Regions from separate parts of the Xenopus laevis genome. Here region 1 is linked to region 2. A link is a contact called in public Hi-C data. All regions are on one chromosome and are shown on one strand. The core of a region is the stretch at or near the end of the contact, and the rest is flanking DNA. Distances in the headings are between cores, read along the strand shown.

Evidence for each region. A called contact is a pair of places that touch in the nucleus more often than the background predicts.
Region 1: a Hi-C map of animal cap shows a contact between it and region 2, with 3 times the contacts expected there. The contact joins the enhancer-like site here to the promoter of klf17.L in region 2. A contact is called at or near these places in 2 of 4 Hi-C or Micro-C datasets (the XL177 cell line and animal cap).

Annotation. Positions count from the first base shown.
Region 1 is chr4L:86,786,364-86,793,978 of Xenopus_laevis_v10.1, reverse strand. No RefSeq gene overlaps it. Among protein-coding and RNA genes, the nearest start is that of LOC108714277, 22 kb to the left of the region's middle. Within about 2 kb of position 4,183, at least 1 of the 7 cell types and tissues checked has an H3K27ac peak or open chromatin away from gene starts, as enhancers often do. A contact at or near this core is called in animal cap, where this site is marked.
Region 2 is chr4L:86,668,600-86,676,205 of Xenopus_laevis_v10.1, reverse strand. It overlaps klf17.L (Kruppel-like factor 17 L homeolog), which reads left to right and starts at 5,079. Exons shown (of 3, transcript NM_001088664.1): 1 at 5,079-5,243; 2 at 5,720-6,725; 3 at 7,189-7,606. The coding sequence starts at 5,184. The coding sequence ends at 7,364.

The DNA.
Region 1 (7,615 bases), core at 2,934-5,433, 120 kb before region 2:
AAATCCGGGTCTGCCGACAGACCGAGTTGGTTGATCAGTCCGCGCGTGGGGCCCTCCGACAGGCTTCCCCGATCGACATCTGGCTGAAAGTTGGCCAGATGTTGATCGGGCAGGGTTAAAAATCCAGTCGGATCGCAGCCGCATCTGTTCTTTGATGCAGTCCAGCGATCCGACCGCCCGTTTTGCCTACATTATGATCCATCCATCAGCCTGATATCGGCCACCTCAATGTGGGCATATCGGAGAGAGATCAGCTTGTTTGGTGAGATCACCAAATGAGCGGATCTCTATGTCTATGGCCACCTTTAGTAGCAAATTAATTAATTATTTTATTAACTATTTATATTGGGATCTATTTACTGTGTTATATGAGCTTCTTCTACATGAACTTTTCTGCAGGGGAATGAATGGTTATCAGGCCCCACTGCTGCAGGAGCATGGGGCCCCTAAACTTTGGGAATAAGACATTTTCCATGAAGATATATTGCAGCCGCTTAGTATACTATGGGGCCCCTTGTAGTTTCTGGGTCAGTCACTAGGGATGAGCGAAATATTTAGACGCATTTCACTACAAAAAAAAAAACACTCCATAGACTCTAATGTTTATTAAATAAATGTTGTGCGTTTTGAAAAAGTTGACTTCAATGGGTTTGGTGAGTTTTTGGTTGTTTCCTGAATTTCCGGTGAAGCGAAATAGGTTACACTCACCACTAAACTGCAACAGTGGATATTGTAATGATTCAGTAAGGCACAAATAAGATTTTCATAAACACCACTGAATCTTTTATTTAAAGTTTTAAAGTGTGCCCATTGATTCAGCAGTTGCCCACCTTCTTTTTTCATACAGCAACTTATTGTTTGCCTACTTGGCTGAGGAATCTACTGCAGGAGCCCAATGGCACAAAATTTAGGGCCATCTCTTTACATAAAAATCAGGAACTTTTCTAAAGCGGTTTTGCTACCTGAATATGAATATTATCAGTGCAGCCGTTCTATCTGGATGTTCTAGATGTCTCCTAGTTTTTTTATAACCTTACATGACATAGTCCGCCCCCCTCCCAGCATGGTTCAAAACAACATCTCACCTCTTTCCAGGAGAGCAAGTAATACAATGTCATGTGGGGTGACATAAACCCAAACAATCCAGATAAACGCAGTATTTCATAACGAACATGATATTAACTGCAAAAAATGTACACATCCTGTTCATTTTGTACTGTATGATTATAATGTCATGAATACAGTAGTGACGGGGTGGGGGCAGCATACTTATCAGACAGGTTTGTTGCATTTTTAATATAAATATACACTACCATATATTTTTGACTTATACAAAAGATATCAATTAATTTATTCATCATATAAATATGTACAGTGTTAATAACAACATACTTAGAGAAAGACAAACATATTTTAATCAGTTTTTTTTAGTTTTATCCATCATATATTAAACCATCAAGTTCTACTGACATCAAGATGTTTCCTGATGTTTTGGGATCCGTGCTGGAGGACAGGAGACAAAACGTAACAAGTCAAGTGCTGTAGCAAGTTCCTTCAAACATGATGTTTATATAGGTGTGCATGTTCAGACTGGGACGGCAGGAAAATGGGAGAAAACCTGGCCTGGCCCTCATGGGGCCCTGCCGACCCAGGTCTACTCCCCTGCCAGCTGCGCCCTGTGCCTCTGCAAAGATTTCAAATAAAGAGGTAAAAGTTACGGGATGCTGTGGTAACATTCACCCATTTGCGCATACGTTGGGAGGGGGCCCTGAAGGTTATGTGGGAGGCCCTTGAAGTCACATCCCTGGTGGGCCACTGCTTCCATAGTCCAACACTTAAGGGCAAAGTGGGCTTTTTAAGTGAAAATACACCAAAATTACAATTTGTATGGACATCATCAATTTACTAAAAGGCAAAGAGGACAATTGACTAGAGAAAAAGCTCAGCGCTAGAGAAGTTTCGGCAGGTGAATTTTCGCTCAGGCGAATGATTGTTACTCTGCAACTTTATCAAAGTACGAACTTTCCAATCCTTTACCCTTTTCTCCAGAGTCTGTTAACCCAGGTTATACCTGGCAAATTGATAAGATAAAGCTACATCCTCAACATTATTATGTCAGTGACAAATTCACATCCTGCTTGAGACTAAGGTGAGAGGTCATTGGACAGGTTAAAAGATATATATCGGCTAACAATAAGATCTCTGCGTGTCTTGCCTATCTGACGGTATCAATGGGTGATTGTCACTATTATTTGTCGGACATAACTTTCATAACTTTGATTTGTTCTCTTTACTACTTTATTAAATCTGAATGGTTAGTTACAGGTCGGAAGGACAATCGTTCGTCCTACATAGACTATAATCTACACATCTATGGCCAGCTTTACTATCCTTTTAAAGCAGAACATCTGGTCATTCTATTTGGCACCCAGGCCCTCGTGCAACAGAATTTTGAAAGTGCCTAGTTATCGGTCAAAGTCTGTTGTTTTTGCCACATACGTGGGTCGATAACCTGCAGGCATGGTCTGGGATTGCCACTCAGATAATGTGTTTTAGGGGGGAAACATCAATATACACAATCTATATATTTGTAACTGTCATAATGGCCTCGGTGTCAGATGCTTGCTGTAATCCAAAAGCCATGTTAACCCAGGTATAATGATTTGCATAGAGCAGTGCTACAATTAGAATTTAGGAACAGTGGTTGTTGTATGTTAAATTCTTTAGGCATCAAATGAAACTGCAAGTAGGGCCAGAAAAGTGAACACTTTTGGAGCAATGTAATCATCAACATTAACAGGAATTATTTTTAAAAAAAATTCTTTTACCTCCCACCAATTATATACCACATTCAGGTAGGTGTACAAGAAAGCCCTGTGGGGAATTTAAACTTGTAGCGGACATAGTAATCTTATCAATTTATATATTTCAAAAATTAAGGGCAAGAGCACACTGATATATGTATGTCCCGCATATGTTCCGGAGCAGATACACTCCATTACGCTTCCACGCTTAGCAGCACTAATAAGCGCAGTGTTGGCCTGAGTACAGCAACATGGAGCAGAAGTGGGCATGAAAAACACATGCTTTTGCACATTTTGGGTCGACTTCCGCTTCACTTCATGTAGCTGCACTCAGGCCAACATTGTGCCTGTTAGTCCAGCCAAACACTTCCAGCCTGCCTACTGGAGAGAAGCAAATTTTTATCGAACTAAATGCGTTGGAGTCAGTAGCTGTTTTCTTCTCATGCCAGTGAATGGATCCAATGTCACTGTTAACCTGTACATAGGAAGCATGAGACAAAGGGGGAAATTTACTAAAGGGCGAAGTTTCCATTGCTAGTGAAAATTCACCAGAAATCCAATCCGCAGGGACATCGCTAATTCACTAGGGTGGGCTCATGTCTAGAGCTCTATTGTTTTTATTTTGGACATTTTTAATAATAAGCAATTTCACTGACATCTCTAATAAAGACATATATATGACCTATTTGTACCTGCCCTGTTTAAATTGACCTAAGCGTAAGTGTGTTATTGAAGTTTCGCTAGGAAGAAAATAACGCTAGCGAACATTCGATTAGAAATGCTCGTACTGATGAAACCTCACCAGCATTCATCTGCCGGGACGTAACCTCATTTTAATGAATTAGCGCATGCGCTTCGAATTAATGTTTGACGAAGTTGCATGAAGTGTGGTGGAGCCTTCAGAAGCGAAATTCTGCCCTTTAGTAGATTTCCCCTATAGTCACAGGTGGTAACATGTATCTGTGCAATTAGAACAGATTTATTTTTTCTAAAGGCTAGGTTTAGGTTCAAATGAAAGATAAGATATGCTCATTCTGCATTACTATGCCCTTTCAACGTGGATCACTTTTTGGCCTCTTTCTTTAATGTTGGGATTTTTTGCTGCTTTTCTAACCTTTCTTCATATGTGTGTTAATGAAACGTAAAGTCAGACTTTCACTCTACCTTTTTTGTATCACTTTATTAAAATGCAAAACATACTTGGAATGTAAAAAATATGATTGTCTTTGGTCATTTTTGAATGACTGAAACTCACCCTGTGTTTGGTGAGAGTCCTTGAGTTGCAAGGTGCTTGCCACTCTGAGAAACCTGCAAGTAGAGCCGTCTCCAGCTTTGAAACGTGGCCATCTTTTCATTCAGCCATTACTACCTGCCTTCCTCTTTGTAATGGCTCCCATTCTCTTCCCCAGGGAGTCTATTGTAAAGGTGCCGTAGGCCTCCTCTCTGTAGCCATTCACAGCAGTCAGCTATTTATTCTGCACAGCAGGGTTTAAAATCACAGACCTGCCTTAGCCTTTGGCCTGCCTGGTCAGAGCAAGTTATTAACAGCAGGGAACTAAACACAGAGCCAGTGGGCTTCTCCATAGGAGACCTTCCTTTTATATTCTCCTCACCTGAAGATGAGACAGGTAGACCTGGCCACACCAAACTTGTAACCTGTAATTTCAATTCTCTACCCTGAAAATTAAAGCCCCAGAAAACCCACTTTTGTTGGTGTGGGATTCTAATGTAAACTGAAACCAAATTAGATTATTTATGGAGCCGAGTATCAGTTTCTAGGCAAGAATTTTATGGTCTTCATCACTACAAGGCAGATACACCCTAAGGAAAAACTCCTCTCCTGCAGGCGACAAAATGCTATGTACTGTTCAATCCGGAAGAATGCAAATTGTTGTATGTAAAACACTTACATGTGTTGATCAGGTCTAACTGTTGTAAAATCTGAATAAAAACATTTTAAAATAATGGCTCCTGATTGCTGCATGTTAAGAGTTTTATGTGTGCCGATCTCCATTCTTCTTGATCACAAGTTATTTTTGGGTGTTTTGTCACTTGAGGAAGAGGAGATTTCCACAGGTGACACAACGCACCATCTGTCATTTCCCATCTGTCAACAGCAGCTACATTACTAGCCAGTAGGGATTGTGACTGGTTACATATACCCAATGATATATATCATTGCATTACTCCCTTCCTATGTGCAGGAACTACCAAAACGAAATCTTATCAATAGGGTTGCACCCAATCCAGGATTCGGTTCGGGATTCGGCCAGGATTAGGCCTTTTCCAGCATGATTCGGAATGGGACGAATCCTTGTGCCTGGCTGAACCGAATCTTAATTTACAAATTAGGGGCGGGAAGGGAAATCTCGTAACTTTTTGTCACAAAACAAGGAAGTAGAAAAAAATTTTTTAAACTTTTTACCTTCCTTTCAATAATTTGGATATGCAAATTAGGATTCAGATTTGGTTCGGTATTCAGCCAAATCTTTCATGAAGGATTTGGTGATTCGGGTGAACCCCAAATAGCGGATTCGGTGCATCCTACTTATCAATCTCTTAACTATATCATCCTTACAGCATACAGACACAGAAGGAGACACAGTTACCCCAATAATACCAAACCATATTTCAAAGCAACCAGGGGTCATTTACTATCCCAAGTGGAATTGAGATTAAAGGTATTTGCGTCAAATGGAGCTCCTTGCATTTGCGCTTGGCGCCACTCAGTCTTTCCCACCTCCTTTTTCAAATTGAGTGCAGTCTTAAGAATCACATCCAGTGAGTGGCAGAAGTGACAACATTCTGACTACCAAGTGCAAGTGGCTTAGTGATGGGCAAATCTGACATGTTTTGCTTTGCAACTAATTCGCAAAACGGCAAAAAATTAGCAAAACGCATTGCATCAATGGTTGGGTTTTTTACTATCCATTATAGTCTAGGGGTGTTTTTTCTCAGCTAAATATTTCTCTCATCCTTATCAACAAGCACACTTATTTAAACGGCATCCGGCACAATTCCCCTTCACATCCACAATTATTCTGTAATTATGAGGGGGAATTCTGCATTGTGGGTAAAAAAAAATGCAGTATTGCATTGCATAATGCGCGCATAAATGCGTGCGCTGCACATTTAAATCACAAAGGCTCCCTCATGTTTTACTACCTACCTAACAGTTTATATTTCTGCTTTCTATCAAGCTACTTGCACAAAAAAATATGTATTTGCCACTTGAGATGATATGGATCAGTGAAGTGTTGGAATACTAAATTATGATGATTTTGATCATTTAAAATGTAAGGTTTTTTCCCTTTGAGTGTCATACGTGTCTCCAAAGCTAATCAAAGTGTTAAAGATCCCAAGTGTAACTGATGGGATCATTCATTACAGGCACTCAGGCATGAAACTCAGTTATATGGGTCTGCATGGCAATCACTACTGATTGGCACAACTGTAATTAAACAAAGTATACATAAAGTGGGCTTGGGAGGGTCTTTGGTGTTACAGAAGATTAGAGGCCAGTTTATATGATCCACTGCACTAAGTACATTTTCTGCTTCCCAATCAGACAGGAATAAAGACCTTAATGTTCATGCTGTTAATGTTTATTGATTAAGTCCTGTTTTCTCTCATTCCACCAGGCAGGGGGTCATTTGAGTGTTGGGGTGAGGTACATAAAGCTGCAGGCTAAGGCAGGTCTGTAATGTGTCCAAGTCTCACCTGAGCACCTGCAATTTCTATTGGTAGGAAGAAAAAAGTACATGAAACCCCTCTATAAAACTCCAGCAATAACATTTAACTTCAGAGTTAGGCTTTTCTAAAGAATCCTATCTGCCAAAGGCAGTTGAGCTTCCCTGCTGAGGATATGGTTTTATGCTTATAACTTAATGATGGTGGGGTGTAAAGTGAGGCGTGGACTTTCTGAATTCTAATAATACCATCGGAGGTATACCATGAAATAGCTCTCTTAGTTGTTGAGTAACTAGAATACTTATAGGAAAATACAAGATAAAAAACAACCAACTGCTTACAAAACAACAACTTCTATATATATACAGCAGGCATACATCACCTAGGGGCACATTTATTAAAAATAATGCAAAAAATATAGATTTTTTTTCTGCATTTTTTTCCCCATGACAATGAAAAATCACAAATAGGCATATTGTGAATCAAATTCTTATTCAAGCAACCTCATAAATCATGAATGGCATGAAATTGAAGAAGAAAACATGATTTTCAATTTGTTCGAATAATGACGATTCCCACGCCATTTCAAATATGTGTTAGATGGTGTTATTGTCATTTTTAGTTTTTATTTCAATAAATTGTGCAAAATCTTGGAAAAAGGACTCTGAGTTTGCGACAATTTGGGGAAATGATGGTTGTGTTTTACCATGATTTTTAATTTTAATCTTTTAATCTTGTTTAATTTTTAAACAAGAAAAACTGAAGCAGTTAGTCTTCAAGACCAATTATTTGTCTGAAAATTTGATAAACTGCATTTTAGTATTCTGTGGACAGTAGTATTCTAAGGCACTTTTTCATGACATTTGCAGTTTTAGATAACGTGAGTTTAGTCATGGTTTCAAAAACCTCTAAAACCACGAAAATGAGATTGTTGATTTATAGGCCTCCATGGCTGTGGGCACACAGGCTGAAGAGCCCTGCTGGCTGCTGCTCTCACCCTGCTTATTTTTGCAGTGTGAGAAAGTTGAATCCACTCCATGTCCCTGCTCAATTGATTTGAATCTGAGCTACCTGCGTGCACATACACACAGCGAAGGTCAGCCCAGATATGCCTCCTTTCA
Region 2 (7,606 bases), core at 3,830-6,329:
CCAACATCAGCATCTTTAATTTGCTCATGTATTTCCACCCTATGCATGCAAGAAGTTCGATTCCCCTATAGCTAGGGTATAACTGTCATTGGAGGAACTACAGGGGGAGCGATTGGACCAGGGCCCGCATCCCCTCAGGGCCCCCGGCAGCTTGCTCAACGATAAAGCCGGATGGAAGGGGGTTGAGAGGGCCGGGCTGCACGTCCCGCACCCAGGCCGCCCCCCGCTAGTTACGTTACTGATAACTGTACAGCAGTGATTCCCAACCAGTGGCTCGTGAGCAACATGCTGAAACCCTCTGATGTTGCTCCCACTGACCTCAATCAGGTGCTTATTTTTGAATTCCTGGTTTGGAGGGAAGTTTTGGTTGCATAAAAAACAGGTGCACTGCCAAACATAGCCTCCTGTGTAGTCTGCATAGGGCTACCAAATGGACAATCACAGAACTTATTTTGCACCACCCTGGAACATTTATCATGTTTGTGTTGCTACCCCCCCCAAATGTTTTTACATCTGAATGTTGCTCAAGTACAAAACGTTGGGGATGAATGCTGTACAGAAACAAGGGCCAGACGGTATTGGCGCCCAGTGGGGCAATGACTGATAAGCAAAGTTTATGAAATATGTGTCATTCACAAATTTTAAGGAGGCCTAAAATGATGTTGCTGTGGAGCTCAGTAACATGTGTGCCAGTGTCCCGACATCTGTGGTGCCATGCAGATTGGTCGTTCAGTCGACAGGTCAGAAAATTTCTGTCGGCTGCCAATAATATCTCTGCGTGTATTGCCGATCTAACGATCTTTAGTGTGAGACTATCACTAGCTTTTGTCTGACATAACTTTCGTATGATTGCTGTAGGGGCAGAACATCGGCTGATCTGTTCTTTTTCTACTTTATTTGATCTGAAAGTTTAGTGGCAGGTTCGGGAGATGGGGAAGTCCAATAAGTCAGACCGTTTGAGGATTCGAACGATCGGATCTTTGCATCTATGGCCACCTTAAGGGTAGAACTCCACGGACGATTTTGGCGCGATTCGACACGCTGCGCAAAAACATAGGAGTCAAGTCGGATGCAATGGAACTCTGTCTGCATCCGACAGTCGCATCGGACGAATGCTGCAACACCATCCAACATTGCTATTACTTATCTTATTTCCATTGCATCCGACTTGACTCCAGCGTTTTTGCGAATCGCATTGGATCGTGCCAAAATCGCCCTTGGAGAAAGGGGGAAAGACACCATCACTAGGTAAAGCAAACAGGGACATATAAATATCAGAATACTATTGTTACTGTGTTCAAGTACAGGGCCGTTCAAAGTACTTTAGTACCGTTTTGTTAGAAGTAGGCCCCCTTCAGGTCACACAAACAATGGCATATCATCCATATGAAGAGGTAATCAATCATGATAATCCACTCAGGCACAGTTGGCCACTTGCGGACCTACAACATCACTGCCAGTATGAACCAGTTGGAAATTCCCCTGCATAGACGCTTCTCCAGTAGTATTTACACTCCGGGTGCATGATAATGGCAAGCATAACAAACACGCCATGCTTTTCACTTTCCCATACAAATGCACAATGAAAGGGTGAGATCGTGTCACTTGTTTTCATAAGGGAATTTTGGTCAATTGTCATGTAATGCTCATTACCCACATGTTCATTTACATCTCCAGGGATATTAGGCACACAACTGTAGATTACCCTCTGCATGCACTTTATATAAGCCAATACTTGCCACACTTTCATAAAATATAATATTCACTAGAATCGATACACTGGTGATATTTTTTTTGGTCGCTCTGTCACTGGTATGAAACGTTGGCTGTCCTGAATCGAAACATTGGTTGTCCTCCGCTGCAGAGTCAAAGCCACTTTATTTTAATTACGTTTTTTTAATTGGCGACAGATCAATTGTTCTCCCATTTCTGATATTTTATAAAGTTAAAGTTTAAAGTTAATCGCAAACCCAGCAAGCTTCAAATCGCCCATCAGCCTTTATAGTTGCATTTATCCTGCCATGCAGACTTTTTGCTACATCATGATCAGATTTAATTATGCAGTTAATGAAACGTACTGCTAATTAGAATATTCTTTCATAAAGTCTCCTTCCCCAGCATGGTCCATCTAGCTGGTGCCACAGGTGATACCAGCCAAGGTGTAAGGCTAAACACATCAAAGTGCCATTGTGCTAAAGTGACACTGCTATGAATACAATTGGGGCCAAGCTCCATTTGAATGGATCAGAGACTCTCTTGTACCTTCTTCTCAGCTTGGCTGCTACACTTTGGTACCTTGCAATGAACTCATTAGAATACTCTATTATCCGTGTCACTACTGTCTGTGCCTGTTTGTATCGTTCCCTCGCAGCTCCCTTATTACTTTTATTACAGTATCCAAACCCTGTAATTGATATTTAGCTGGTAAAGTTGTCACTGATGCAGGCTCATTGTCATATTATAATTCGAAAACAAACTCCTAGATGTAGGAGCTGCCAAATTGTGCTCTCTTACAGAGGCACCCCACAGATATCAATAAAACATTACCACCTAGCTGGAACTAACAAATATTGCAAACTAACAATTGCAAACGGTCTCAGAATATCACTCTCTACATCATACTAGCAGTTAATTTAAAGGCGAACAACCCTTTTAATTCCATTCATTCCCACTTTAAATAACCATTTCGGTTTCCTGTGCCAAAACAATAATATTTAATATATATATGAGGTTGGATTAAAAATTAAGAGTAATTGGCACATTAGTTCCAAGACACCATAAGAGCCAGATCCTGCTAGGTATTGATATTCTTTTGAGATCTGCAGAGATTTACTGTTTAGATTGAGCAATCTGGCAGCTCCCACACCCATGATAAGCACACATAAGCAGATCATGCTTTATTCCTACATATAATACATGATATCCTAATACACGTGTTTAGGGGAAACGAACTAGAAGATAAGTAATAGTTATATGCAGCAGCCACACCAACCAGACTTATCTAATGCTTCTTAACAATCTCTCTAGCGGAACCATTCACTGCTGCCGGTCCCTTGGTTGGAGCCAAGAGGTTAATTGCAGACGAACAACAATCGTGTCCCTACTTGTACAATCTACAATGAGCTGCACTAGATAGAGGGAACAGACAGAGGGCGATCAGTTTTATTGTTGCAGTCAAATTGTATCACAGACTTTAGGAGGTGGGTGAACTTTTAATAAGGGATAATTTTGGATCACAGAGTGATGTTATACTACATTAACAATTAACAATTAACAATTAAATATAACCTGCCTGTTGAGCCCCGACCTTATGCTGCTGTGCCAGACGCACACAGACAGTGCAACAAGCTGCAGCGAGGAGTTAGTGCAAAGGCTGAGCAGAAAAACAAGAAGCTTCTCAGAAAGAGAGGGGGTAGGCTGGAATTGGGGATAAGCCTTATCTCTCCTTAACAAATTGAACCGTCTCAATGAAGAGGCAGATTCTCTCTATCAGCTGAATAAGCGCCAAATTAGATTCTCGCCCTCTGCTCCCGTGCTCTCTCTCTAATTCTACCCCCCCCCCCAGAACTTTTAAGAATACATGTAGCTCCCAATTCTGCGTCTTTAGCACGTCTTTTAGCCTGAAGGACAGACAAGAAAAAGTTATTTAGCGGCATAAATAATGTCTCGTCAGTAAAGTTTCATTAACATTCTTCTGGGATTTTATTAGAAGAGGAAAGCCCCTATTTAACAAAAACAGACGCAGCACAGCATTTAACCATTTTAGATTCTGGTGAATCATTAGTGTCCCCTTTGGAAAGAAAGTTTTAAGAGCCTAACAATGTAGCGTTGCTAAAAGTCCCAAAGCTTAGAACAGCAGTGTGCTTTACCAGTGTGCTTTACCAGCGACTGCCAGAGGTTGGGACATGCTTTGTGATGTTGTGCAAAGGTGGAAAGGAGCAGTGCAGGGCCAAGTGCATCAAACTGAACTGCTCCAGATTCCATACAAGCAGCAACATTTTCTACCCAACGCAATTTATTTAACTTTTTTTTATTACGATCAGAAGTTGAACTTATATATATATATAGATATATATACCCCCCCCCCTTTGGATTCTTCCTACTTTCTCTTGAGACACCAGCAAAATAGAAAATCTATAAGCCATGATTGGCAGGTACATAATTTATCTTATATCATTGCTGGCGAGGAGTCAGAGCCCATCCCTAATTAATAAAGTTGCAGAAGGAGACATATGTTAATTTAGATAGCAGCTATTCCTCCCACACAGGTCCCATCTTTGCCCATCCCCCCTCAGCCTATATTTCAAAGTGTCAGTTCTGGCTTGTTTTTATTTGGGGGGGTTTTTTTTCATGTTTTGCTTTTTATTGAGATTATTACTAGTTTGTGTTTTATTTGCTTTTTTTTCAACCAACTCTTATTCTTTACTGGGTTAGCCCAACATGCAGAAAGCTCAGTGCCAGTGCACACGTTATGTCGCTGCTAGTGCTGCACCTCCTTCTGGCATGCGATGCAATTGCTGCTACTGACAGCAGTGCTGCTAAGAAGTTCAGCAGAATCCTCTTAAATACTATTCAATTCAATTATCAATGATAAATTGCCTACAGCAGTCCCTGTGTGTTCTATCCAGCTGCCACAGTAAATTCAATATATATATATATATATATATAGTGTATTGTTTATAAATAATAAGTTCCCTAGTTGGATGTACATTAATGGTTAACAGCATTTGCTGTTAGATGAAGCGTCATTTTATTTCTTCTCTCTTGTTCTTCTCAGCAAAACTTGTAATTCTAACGAACTGAAGTGTCCTGAGTTGTTTGCTGAGTTTCATCTCTCTCTGCCACTTCTTTACACGTTCCCTGTGTGTTCTAATCATGTATCCCAGACCTGACAATTAGCCTGAGGGTGTGGGCGTGGCCAGTGGCAGAGTCTAGTAAGGGATCCAGTATATGTGTACAAACACATCCAACCTTTCTACCAATCAGAAGAAGCCTTTTCATTAGTATTCACCAATCGTGACAGCCTGAAGACCTTAACAAGCGACACAGCTGGGGGATCTGGAGAGTTGGCTGAGAAAGTTTCAAGAGACAACTGCTCGTGCTACTGCTGGAGTTCTATAGTCGGGCTCCCTGCTTATAAGTCACCTGCAAGCCTGGTGCTGCTGCCTGGGGAGCACGTTAGGATGAGTGTGGCTTTCTCAACCCTTCAACCGCTGGAAGACAAGCAGCTTGGCATGGTGTCGGTAAGTACAGCTTTTCTGCCAAAAAAAAAAAAATAGATTTTCTACTGCCAAAATGTCATGTAAGAGCTTTAGAGCAAGACTTACACTAATGTAACATTATGTTAATATTATATGTCCAAGTCTGTCCAGGGCTCTTATCTCTGCAGTAACGTGCAAGTTTATTATAAGAGGAATTGGGAGTCTGAGAAATGTCCCGAGTTAAAGAAACACAAGGGGAGCAAAAGAAACTCTTGAAAAGATTTCTAGTTATTTGCACAGCAGCAGCCACGGTGTTTGCTAAGTGTCCCAGCCCGTGACTATTAGGCTGAAGGGGAGCAACTCGTTCTACAGGTTTCCCAGTGTTAATAATAATAATATAGCCGTGCTAGCGCTCTGCTCTGACATGTACCAACTGTGGGCACGGGAGTCTCAGTGCTGTGCTAAGTGGGCGCCTGAGAAACAAGGTCTAACTTTGCTCTCTTGTTGTTCTTTCACAGGACATGACTATGGAGGAGCTGAGACCACTGGCTGATATGAGCTACACCATGATTGAGCATTGCATTAAGAAGGAAGAGGATGACCTGGGGAAATTCGTTGACTTGGACTTTATATTGGCTCACACGAGCAGCAGCCAGAATGGTGGTACCCCGGTGGGACATGGCGGCCCCTACCCATTGCCCGAGACCCCTGAGAGCTGCAGTACCACCTATGATAGTGATGGATCCTACACTGCCAATCAGAAATATGGAGGGGGGAGCTTTGCCGGGAGTCCCCATCATAGTTATGTGGCGGAGCTGCTGACCCCCGATGTGCCCTGCATAGAGGTGTCCCCTGACTTTGGACTTAAGGCAAGCATGCATAGTAGGAAGTACACTGAGCTCAGAGTATCTGCCATGGACACCACTGGCCATTTGTCATCGGACCACCTACAGCACCTGAGCCACAAGATTAAAAAGGAGCGACCTGAGCAGTCGTGTATGTTGGGTGCCGGCTCCCCTACTTCCCCAGACTGTATTAGCCCCATTATGGAGCAGAAGGCTGGTATCATGCAGATGCATGGCCAACTCCTTCCCAATCCAGCTTATTCTCAGCACAGGCTCAGCCCCCCAGTGCCCACAGAGGATATGCCCCCCAATGACTGCCACATGATCTCCGAGCTGCACTGCCTGCCCCTCATGTCAATGGCACAGCACTACCCAATGGCAAGCCCCTACCCCACTCATTTTACCAGCCAACCCCCCGCGCAGTTCCATGGACAATTTGGAGTTTACAGAGACCCCATGAAGGTTCACCCATCTATGCATGGAATGATTGTCACCCCTCCCTCCTCCCCCTTGCTTGAGTATTACCCTGCCATGAGTGCCACGGATGACTGCAAACCAAAGAGGGGTCGGAGATCGTGGGCCAGGAAAAGAACTGCCACTCACAGCTGCGAGTACCCGGGCTGCGGCAAAACCTACACCAAGAGCTCCCACCTGAAGGCTCATATGCGAACGCATACAGGTAAGCGCAATTCCGCCACCCGCCACTAGGGACGCTACTATACCGATTTTAATGCCCATTGCACTGCAGTTCAACGTGTTCTCAAAATGACTGGTTCGAAGCAGAATTAATAATATGAATAATGTATTATGTCTTTAGCCGAGATAATTATAGTGTGTATGAGGTATTTCAACTTACAAGATCAGTTCTGTATTCGTTATAGCAAGGCAATTATGGTTAATAAAGACATATCTTCTATATATAGGTTACCAGTTAGTGGACTAATATCTGTCATTGAGCATGATCCATTTATAATCTACCTTACTACTTCTAGAATCTGTAAAAGACAGTTCAGTATTGTAGTGTAACCAATTAAGTATCAAAGAAACAGGAATACCCTTTAAGTTTTATTTAGCAGCTGTTTAAAGGTGTGGGGACATATATGATACATATAATAATGATATTCATTTATGATTTCTTCTAGGAGAGAAACCATATCACTGTAATTGGGAAGGCTGCGGATGGAAGTTCGCAAGATCGGACGAACTGACGCGTCACTTTCGCAAGCACACGGGTCACCGACCCTTCCAGTGCCACCTGTGTGAGAGAGCCTTCTCCCGATCCGACCATCTGGCCCTGCATATGAAGAGGCACATGTAGAGATCAACTTGTATTAGCTCAAAGTAATATATTCAACTCGGAGACTATTTATACAGAAGAAGAAGAAGAAGAAGAAGAAGAAGAAATATTTTCTTATTGGGGGATTTGTATGTATATACAGCCTTGTATAAAATAGTATTTAAGAATCAAACCTGATCGCCAGGTGAATATGCGGTAACCAGAAATATAAATAAATTATTTAAAGAGAAAACAAGATCGCTATCTGTAAAGGGAGGGTTGGT